2 separate regions of the Mus musculus genome follow, and region 1 is linked to region 2. A link is a contact called in public HiChIP or PLAC-seq data. All regions are on one chromosome and are shown on one strand. Each heading gives the region's core, a stretch centred on a gene start, on an enhancer-like site or on the middle of the called end of the contact. The rest is flanking DNA. Distances are from core to core; before and after follow the strand shown.

What was found. HiChIP or PLAC-seq counts read pairs in DNA pulled down with a chosen protein or histone mark.
Region 1: an H3K27ac HiChIP or PLAC-seq map of extraembryonic endoderm stem cells shows a contact between it and region 2, with 3 times the contacts expected there. The contact joins the promoter of Inpp5f here to the promoter of Bckdk in region 2. A contact is called at or near these places in 1 of 39 promoter capture datasets (pre-B cells) and 1 of 115 datasets of contacts at active chromatin or transcription factors (extraembryonic endoderm stem cells).

The regions. Positions count from the first base shown.
Region 1 is chr7:128,609,131-128,613,320 of GRCm38.p6, forward strand. It overlaps Inpp5f (inositol polyphosphate-5-phosphatase F), which reads left to right and starts at 2,235. Exons shown (of 20, transcript NM_178641.5): 1 at 2,235-2,561. The coding sequence starts at 2,465.
Region 2 is chr7:127,901,793-127,906,230 of GRCm38.p6, forward strand. Bckdk (branched chain ketoacid dehydrogenase kinase) reads left to right here and starts at 2,281. Exons shown (of 12, transcript NM_009739.3): 1 at 2,281-2,377; 2 at 2,971-3,333; 3 at 3,430-3,498; 4 at 3,578-3,688; 5 at 3,957-4,004; 6 at 4,081-4,200; 7 at 4,280-4,378. The coding sequence starts at 3,139.

The DNA.
Region 1 (4,190 bases), core at 985-3,484, 710 kb after region 2:
TCCTATTCTCTCTCCCCGCTTTACTTCTGATAGCTTGTCCTGAATTTCCTCTAGAATTTTCAGCCCTATCTTAATCACTTGATAACATGTGAAAAGGAACAAAAGGGCTCCTAACATTAGAAAAAATTCAAGGCCAAACATTTTCCACTTTACTTCTGATAGACTGTCTTGAATTTCGTTAGAAAGTTCAAGGCCAGGCTTACCTCGTGAAGCTGTACTCACTGGTACTCTCGTTCCCCAGCTGAAAAGTTCTGAATTCATACAGTTGAATCCTTCTTAACAGTCTGCTTTACGGGAACCTTTATCACCGTCGTTCCCCAGCTGATGAGTTCTGAATTCGGCAGTTGAATCCTTCTCAACAGTCTGTTTTATGGGAACCTTTATAAACGTGATCCGCAGTTCTGGTTCCGGAATGAGGGATCCTCCTTGCGCCAGTCCCGAGTTTTTTTCTCGTCCCGGAATTCGGCACCAATTGTTATTAGACGCGTTCTCACGACCGGCCAGGAAGAACACCACAGACCAGAATCTTCTGCGGCAAAGCTTTATTCTTACATCTTCAGGAACAGAGTGCAAGAAGCAAGAGAGCAAGAAGCAAGAGAGAGAGAAAAGCAAGAGAGCGAAAGAGCAAGAGAGAGAGAAAAGCAAGAGAGAGAGAAAAGCAAGAGAGAGAAGCAAGAGAGAGAAGCAAGAGAGCGAAGCAAGAGAGAGAGAGAAAACGAAACCCCGTCCCTCTTAAGGAGCATTCTCCTTCGCCTCGGACGTGTCACTCCCTGATTGGCTGCAGCCCATCGGCCGAGTTGACGTCACGGGGAAGGCAGAGCACAAGTAGTCATAAGATACCCTTGGCACATGCGCAGATTATTTGTTTACCACTTAGAACACAGCTGTCAGCGCCATCTTGTAACGGCGAATGTGGGCGCGGCTCCCAACACAGCAGCACCACCACCAGCAGCACCACCACCAGCAGCAGCAGCACCACCATTTACTTTATATTTATGAACCTGTGCACTACACCCATACAGGAACAGAGGTCAGAAGAGGTGTCTCATCACAGTTGGTTGTGAGCTGCCCTGGAGGTGCTGGGAACTGAACCGGAGGTCCTCTGCAAAAGTAGCAAAGTACTCTTGAGCCACCCAGCTCCGGTGGTTAGGCCTCTTTTTTTTTTTTTTTTTTTTAAAGATTGCTTTAAAGGAAGACAGGAACATACAGAATTGGGAGTCTAAGAGTGTAGTAAAGGTCACGAATTCAATCAGTAGAGACTAAAATTGTCCCAAGATCACACAGAACAAGACAGACCCAAAGTCTGGAGACTGGGAGATAGGTCTAGAACTGGAAGCTTTTTCTCCTAAATCTTTCTGGTTCAGATTGACACCTGGCCATTTTACCATCTCTGAGTGACGTCCCTTTTACTGACTTCCTGTAGGCCGGCTTCTCAGACTTTGCTGTACCTTCTCCTCACTAGCCCAGCTAACTCTAAGTGTGTATTCTGTGGAGACACATCTCCACTAATGTGCATTTACTAAATGATTATTGGTGTCCAGGTTCTAATAGGAAATGCCAAAACAGAGCGGCCTCTGCTCAGCCGAGTGCTAACTTGGGGTAGAACCCTGGAGACAACCATGGCTGTACTTCTGGGCTTGGTTTGGTCTTTGCTCAGACTAGGGGTAAATGTACTCCGAGGAGGAAGGAATGTCAGGTGGATTCGGGGACTTGACCAGACTTTTCTAGGAGCTAATGGAAGGAATGAAGGACTGGCTTGCACATCAGGGAAAGATCAAGAAATGGCTGCATAAAGGGCGTCGAGCCAGTATAACCAGACTTAGGCTCAGGGCCTGCCTGAGGTCGCAGCTGGTAAGGCCGGCGAGTGGGAGAGGCAGAGGAGTAGAGGCTATAGACAGAGAGGGAGGAACTGAAAGAGGTGCGGCGAGAGCTGAAAGGAGAAAGAGGATTGAGACACAGGCTGGGAGAGGGCTGAGCCAGAAACTCGTGGGCGGGACCAGGGCGGGGCCTAGGAGGGCTTTCGGAGAACTACAGAGGGAGGCGGAGTCGGAAGGTCGGAGGAGGAGCCTGAGCAAGGGCGGAGCCTAAGGGAGAGGGGAGGAACTATAGGAGGGAAAGTTGCACGCTGAGGGGAGGAACCTGGGAGGAGGCGGAGTCTAGAGGGAGCCAGGATGAACTGTAGGAGGTGGAGTCTCAGGATAGGGGGCGGAGCCTAGGTACAGGAGTTGTGGGGGGAGGGGGAAAAGGCCTCCCGGGCCTCGGCCGCCCAAGCGTGTTCTTGGCCCGCGGGTCAGGCCCCCGAGTGCTTCCCCACTCTGTTCTTCCGTGGGCTGGGTCCTCGGAGTCTCCTTGAGGCACGGACTCTGGTGGTCTCGGTGGAGGAGGACTCCAGCATCGCTCCAGGGCGGGCCGCTGCCGTGCCTGGGCCGGGGGACCGCCGCCTCCCGGAGCGCGTGGGGCCGGCATGGAGCTCTTTCAGGCTAAGGACCACTACATCCTGCAGCAGGGCGAGCGTGCCCTGTGGTGCAGCCGGCGCGACGGCGGCCTGCAGCTCCGACCGGGTGAGGCGCGCGGCGCGGGCTGGGTGGGGCGCGCGGGCCAGCTGGAGCGCGGGGGGCGCGGCCCGGCCCCTCCGGCCCCGGGATCGCGAGGCTGGGCGGGACGCTTGGGGATGTCAGCGCTAGTCCTGAGGGGAGCGGCCGCCGCTTCGGGGAGTCCTCCTGCCTCAGGGAGGCGGGGAAGGCCGGTCACCCCCTTTAGTGCACCTCTTCCAGTATCTGGGGCCTGGGGTGCGGGGATAGGGTCCCTTATGAACCCCTCGTAGGCCTCCACCTGCAGCGTCTTCTCACGGTCCAGCGTGGGAAGTTCTGGGTTCCAGTCCCATCAGTTCAGTGGAACCTAATGCGGGACACTCCTTCTTGACATCCTTGAGTTGTTCCCGGTCACTTATTAAAGAGTGACTTCAGGACGGTTACCTCACAGGACTTGATCGAAAACTAGTGTATGAATTGCCATTTTCAAGAAGAAGTCGTGTTGGATGTCTGTCACACACAGTTAGGAGAGGTCAAAGTCTCCAGCCATCAGTTTGCTTTAGAAAACTTTGTTTGCAGTTAGTTGGCTTAAATAGTAGCTCCTGTTCTCAGACAGCTGCGGTCAGTTATCGCTCGGAGGAGTTTGGGCAGCTTCTACTTAGTTCTCCAGTGCTTTTTTCCTTCATTGGTCAACACTTTTTTACTTTAGGAAAAGTGAGACTGGAACTCTTGAACGAGCCACGGCATTGGACGTTTTCCTGCGTTCTTTGAGTACATCCAGTAGAATAACTTCAAGGGAGCTTTTTAGGTCATCCTGTTACCTCTTATGGGATGGCTTCTGAGGACAGGTCCTTTCGTGTCTTAGTGCCAATCCCCACAGCAGCCTGAAAGAGTAGGGTCAGGATCTTCTTTCTCAGGTGAGGAGAGAAGTGTGAGATCCCAGAAAGTGGAGCGGTTTGGTGACACTTTTCATCAGTGTCCATTGTGTCCTTACGGAGACCTGCAAAGTTACTCTGCTAGAGCGGTGAAGAACAACTTTTTTTCTTCTTCAGAAATATGGCTCTGGTTGTATTTTCTTGCCGCTGTATTTTATTTCCTCTTTTCAGAATGGAGGCACTACGGTGGCCACAGTAAGACTTTTGGTGACCTTGGAATAGATGATGGGCCACTTTATTCTAATCTGACCACTTTTCCTAGCCTGTCACCCTGCAAGGTGTAAAGCAGGGGGGAATTTAGCTGTAAAAGTCCCGCGGGCCAAATTCCTGGCAGCTGGAATGCATAAATGGAGGGAGCTTGGAGTCCTTCTCAGCTCATCAGACAGGACTTTTCATCTCCGCAGGTCAGTTTTCTCAAGCAGAAAGTTTAGCCGGGCCCTTTCCTGGAGCTAGCCCTGAGGTTTGCTCTTTGTTTGTCCAAAGTTCGTATCAGAGAGCAAGTGTAAAACTTTTCACCATTATCAAAAGTTTGGTATAGCATCACAGTTCAGTGTATCTCATTTCGTAGATACGTATCCCATCACCCACAAACGTAGGTAGCGCCTAGAGGAAGGCAGAGGCCATCATAGTTCAGATTTAACAGGCCATTGGAAGCCTTAGAAAGTATCCTGTAGTTATTGACTAGTTTAACCTATCCAGTATTTAAGATCTCAAATACAGCTAT
Region 2 (4,438 bases), core at 1,031-3,530:
AGACCTACCTGCCTCTGCCTCCCAAGTGTTGGCATTAAAGGCGTGTGGCACCATTGCCTGACTCTTCTCTCAAGTTTTTATGTATTAGGAATTCAGGAAGAGAATTTGGACTGGTAGCCCCGGCTCAGACTGTTACAGTCAGATAATGACTATAGCTGATCTGGTTGAAGGCTGAAGCAGCAGAGATAGCCTAAGATCTCTCTCTCTCTCTCTCTCTCTCTCTCTCTCTCTCTCTCTCTCTCTCTCTCTCTCTCTTTGCCTATCCATGTCTTCTATCTGTATAGATAGTTTGGGTGATAGCACTTCTCTGTCCCTCTGCTTTCTGTTTTTTTGAGACAGGGTTTCTCTGTGTAGCCTTGGCCATCCTGGAACTCTTTGTAGACCAGGTGGGCCTCAAACCTGGAAATCCACCTGCCACTGCCAGAGTTGTGGAGGTGGCTCTCCAGGGCATCTGACACCTGCTTTTGGCTGCTGAGGGCACTGTATATACATGGTACACAGACAGGTATGCAAACAAACACCCATACACATAATATAAGAGCAAAACAACAAAAATATGTGTGTGCACCTTGTTTTATTACATACCCCTAATCTAATAATCCAATGCCTTCTTTTGGGGTCTGTCTCTGTCTCTCTCTCACACACACATACACACACTTTAAACCTAGGGTTTCTGCTTGCTATAAGTACTCTAATATCGCTATATCCCCCAAATCCTCCTGAAGACAGGAACAGTGTACTCACATTAAATAAATAAATAAATAAATAAACAAAATAAATCTTTTTTTAAAAAGAAGAAGAAAAGAAATCACTACATACACTCTGAAAAATCTCCTCTGATCATCTTTCTGCTTAATTGTCTTCTCTGATCTTTTTGCTATTTGGTCCATCTTCTCAATCGCTACAGCCAGAGGGGTCTAAGGCGAAGGATAAAACCTATAGTGAATTTACATGTGGTGGCACTTGCCAGTAAACTGAGACTGAAGTAGGAAGGATCAGATTGCTGGGCTGAGGCAGGAGAGTTGTAGGGCCAGTCTGTCTACCATAGTGAAATGCACTTATTTGAGTCTCAAAACACCAACCAAAACCAAACCAAACCAAAACGGTGGTTTTTAATTCCACAGCACAAATAACAGACTACATTCAGGAGCTGTTGGCCACTCCGTGAATCCCTTCCCTCCCGAATTCCATACTGCTCTGGTCATCCTGGCAGATCATGCAGGCTGTTCTGTAACCTCGCCATGCATCCTCCTCACCAGGCCATGCTCCACTCTTCCTGTACCTGTACACACCCTGCACCTGGCTCTCCCCCAATCTTCTGTGAGGGCCCCTAGCACAGCTCTCAGGCTCAAACTGTCTTCTTCCTCGGAGGAGATGCCTCTTTATTTGAAACACCCTACCTCTCCTGTCACCTAATCATATTAATTTGCAGACAGGTAGAAATAGTAACACTCACGCCAATTCCACACCCAACACTGTTCCAGGCATTTTGAATAGGTAAATTTGCATAGTCTACGGAGTTCGAAGATTAATACATCCTCATTTTGCCAATACCATAATTAGAGCACTGAGAAATTGGCTGACTTTCCTCGGGTGTAAGGGAGCTGAGATAGAGTTTGAACCAGACCGACTGTGAATGGGCTAGGAGCTTGAAAGATGAGACCTTAAAAAGCAGGCAGGGTCTTTTTTTGTTTGTTTGTTTTGTTTTTCGAGACAGGGTTTCTCTGTATAGCCCTGGCTGTCCTTGAACTCACTTTGTAGACCAGGCTGGCCTCGAACTCAGAAATCTGCCTGCCTCTGCCTCCCAAGTGCTGGGATTAAAGGTGTGCCACCACGCCCGGCTATTTTGAACACATTTAAGGATTTTTGGTGCTCTCTAGCATTTTGCTACAGGGGAGCTTATTTTATTTATTTATTTATTTATTTATTTATTTATTTATTATATATAAATACACTGTAGCTGTCTTCAGACACACCAGAAGAGGGAGTCAGATCTTGTTACGGATGGTTGTAAGCCACCATGTGGTTGCTGGGATTTGAACTCTGGACCTTTGGAAGAGCAGTCGGGTGCTCTTACCCACTGAGCCATCTCACCAGCCCCGGGAGCTTATTTTATACAGTGGAAGACCGAGTCGATGATAAACTACTGATAACTTTGGAACCAATGCTACTCATTTGAAGGCTTAAGGGAGAACAGGGCAGGAAGACAGGAGCCCTCATAAATTCTTGTGGTCAAACTACAACTCCCAGGAGGCACTGGGCAAACACAGCCCGCGCGATGTTACAGCCGGGGAGGGCGAAGGCGGGCTCGGCTAGCCGAGCGGGTCGACTGCTCCCGCGGTTCCGCTCGAACCCGGGCCCAGCGTCTGGCCTCGCGGTAAGTGGAATAACTCACAGTAACTCACACAGACCCCCTCCGGCGGACGCTCGGCAGCATAGCTCCTCAGCGTCCACCTCTGACAGCAATGCGCATGGGCCGAGGCTGGCATCTACCATATGGGGGGGACCCTGCCCAGACTAAGTGACCCAGCAGAGGGGGGAGCTCCAGTGGGGAACTCTGGGACCGCAGTTTTGCTGCATGAACCCTGTTCTTCTGTGCGCTATTCTTGTTGCAGGGACGCAGGCCAGTCTTAAAAGACTTAAGTCCCCTAACACCGAGTAGGGGGTCAAATCCAGCCCCTAAATGGGGCTGTCCAGAACCTGAGGAAGCTGGGGAGAGGTTTTATGGGTAGAATGAACTGGAGATTGCCCCACCCGCTTCCCCGAGTGTGCACACAAGCCTTTAGGTTGTTCTACATAGAAGAGTAGAACACCTGGAATGTGTTGTCCAACCTCAGCCTGATTGTATCGCGGGAGGTGGTGGTTGTGAGGGCTGGACAGGATTGTCCAGATCCACTGGTGTGCACGTGGAGAAGTAGTGCAAACCATCTGGATTCGGATCCTTAAAATCTCTTTCCACCACTCCAATAGATGGAAGCTGCTGTGCGGGCGCTGAGCACGTCTGCATCCTCGAGGGAACCACAACCCTGAAATCCGGAGAAAATCCCGCCCACCCACTTTCTCTTTACTCCCACTTTGGGGTCACCATTGCCTGTCGGGTGCTATAGTGTCACCCTAGTTCAACAAAGTAGCAGGACAATGATACTGACTTCAGTGCTGGGCAGCGGCCCTCGGAGCTGGTCTTCACTTTGGCCCCTCTTGGGGTCCTCACTGTCACTCCGGGCTCGCTCAACATCAGCCACCGATACACACCATGTAGAGCTGGCCAGGGAACGCTCCAAGACTGTCACCTCTTTTTACAACCAGTCAGCCATTGATGTGGCAGCAGAGAAGGTGACTCACAGAATAAGTCTTATGGGGAAGGGCTGAGCTAAAATGGGTTGGCCTGGTTTTGAATATCTGGTGCTCAAAGTGCGTCTTCCCTTTTAGCCCTCAGTTCGCCTCACTCCCACCATGATGCTCTATTCCGGTCGCTCACAGGATGGCAGCCACCTTCTGGTAAGGTTCTCTCTTTCCTTCTCTGCCCCAGGGGTTCTTTCTAGCCAGCTGCTTAAGCCCTTCCCTCTTTTTCTTACAGAAAAGTGGCCGCTACTTGCAGCAAGAGTTACCAGTGAGGATTGCTCACCGCATCAAGGGCTTCCGTAGCCTTCCTTTCATCATTGGTTGCAACCCTACCATACTGCATGTGGTAAGGCGGAGGGGACCTTCTGTCAGTATGCACACTGCCAACAAGGCAAATGGGGGAGGGAGCCCAGGCCTGCTGAAAGGTATCAGGTCTGGATGGGACTAAGCCTCAAACATCAGAGGGCAAGATTACATATTCATGAGAGCTGGAAGGGTCTGTTGGGGCTTGGAGCTTACTAATTGAGTTGAGTTGAGCATTGATCCCTATGGGTACTGTTTTCTACTTAAGTGTCTATGGCAGCCCTGTGAATTCCCATACTTACTCCATACAGCACGAGCTATACATCCGGGCCTTCCAGAAGCTGACAGACTTCCCTCCGGTGAGGCTGGGCTGAGTAGGGTAAGGGGCCAAGGTCAGGATTGGACTTCTGATGCTCATAATTCTGTGACCTGCAGATCAAGGACCAGGCAGATGAGGCCCAGTACTGCCAGCTGGTGAGACAGCTGCTAGATGACCACAAGGATGTGGTGACCCTGTTAGCTGAGGGTCTTCGTGAGAGCCGGAAACACATCCAGGTCAGAGGCAACAGAGAATGGGCCTGGCGAAGGGGGAGGGTCAAGAAGGGAACAGGTTTCTGAGACTCACCCTCTATAGGATGAAAAGCTAGTCCGGTACTTCTTGGATAAAACACTGACGTCAAGACTTGGGATCCGAATGCTGGCTACTCACCACTTGGCGCTACATGAAGACAAGGTGGAGCAGAGACCCGAGGCTGATCTGAGAATGTTAAATGGGGAAAGGCACCTGGCCACA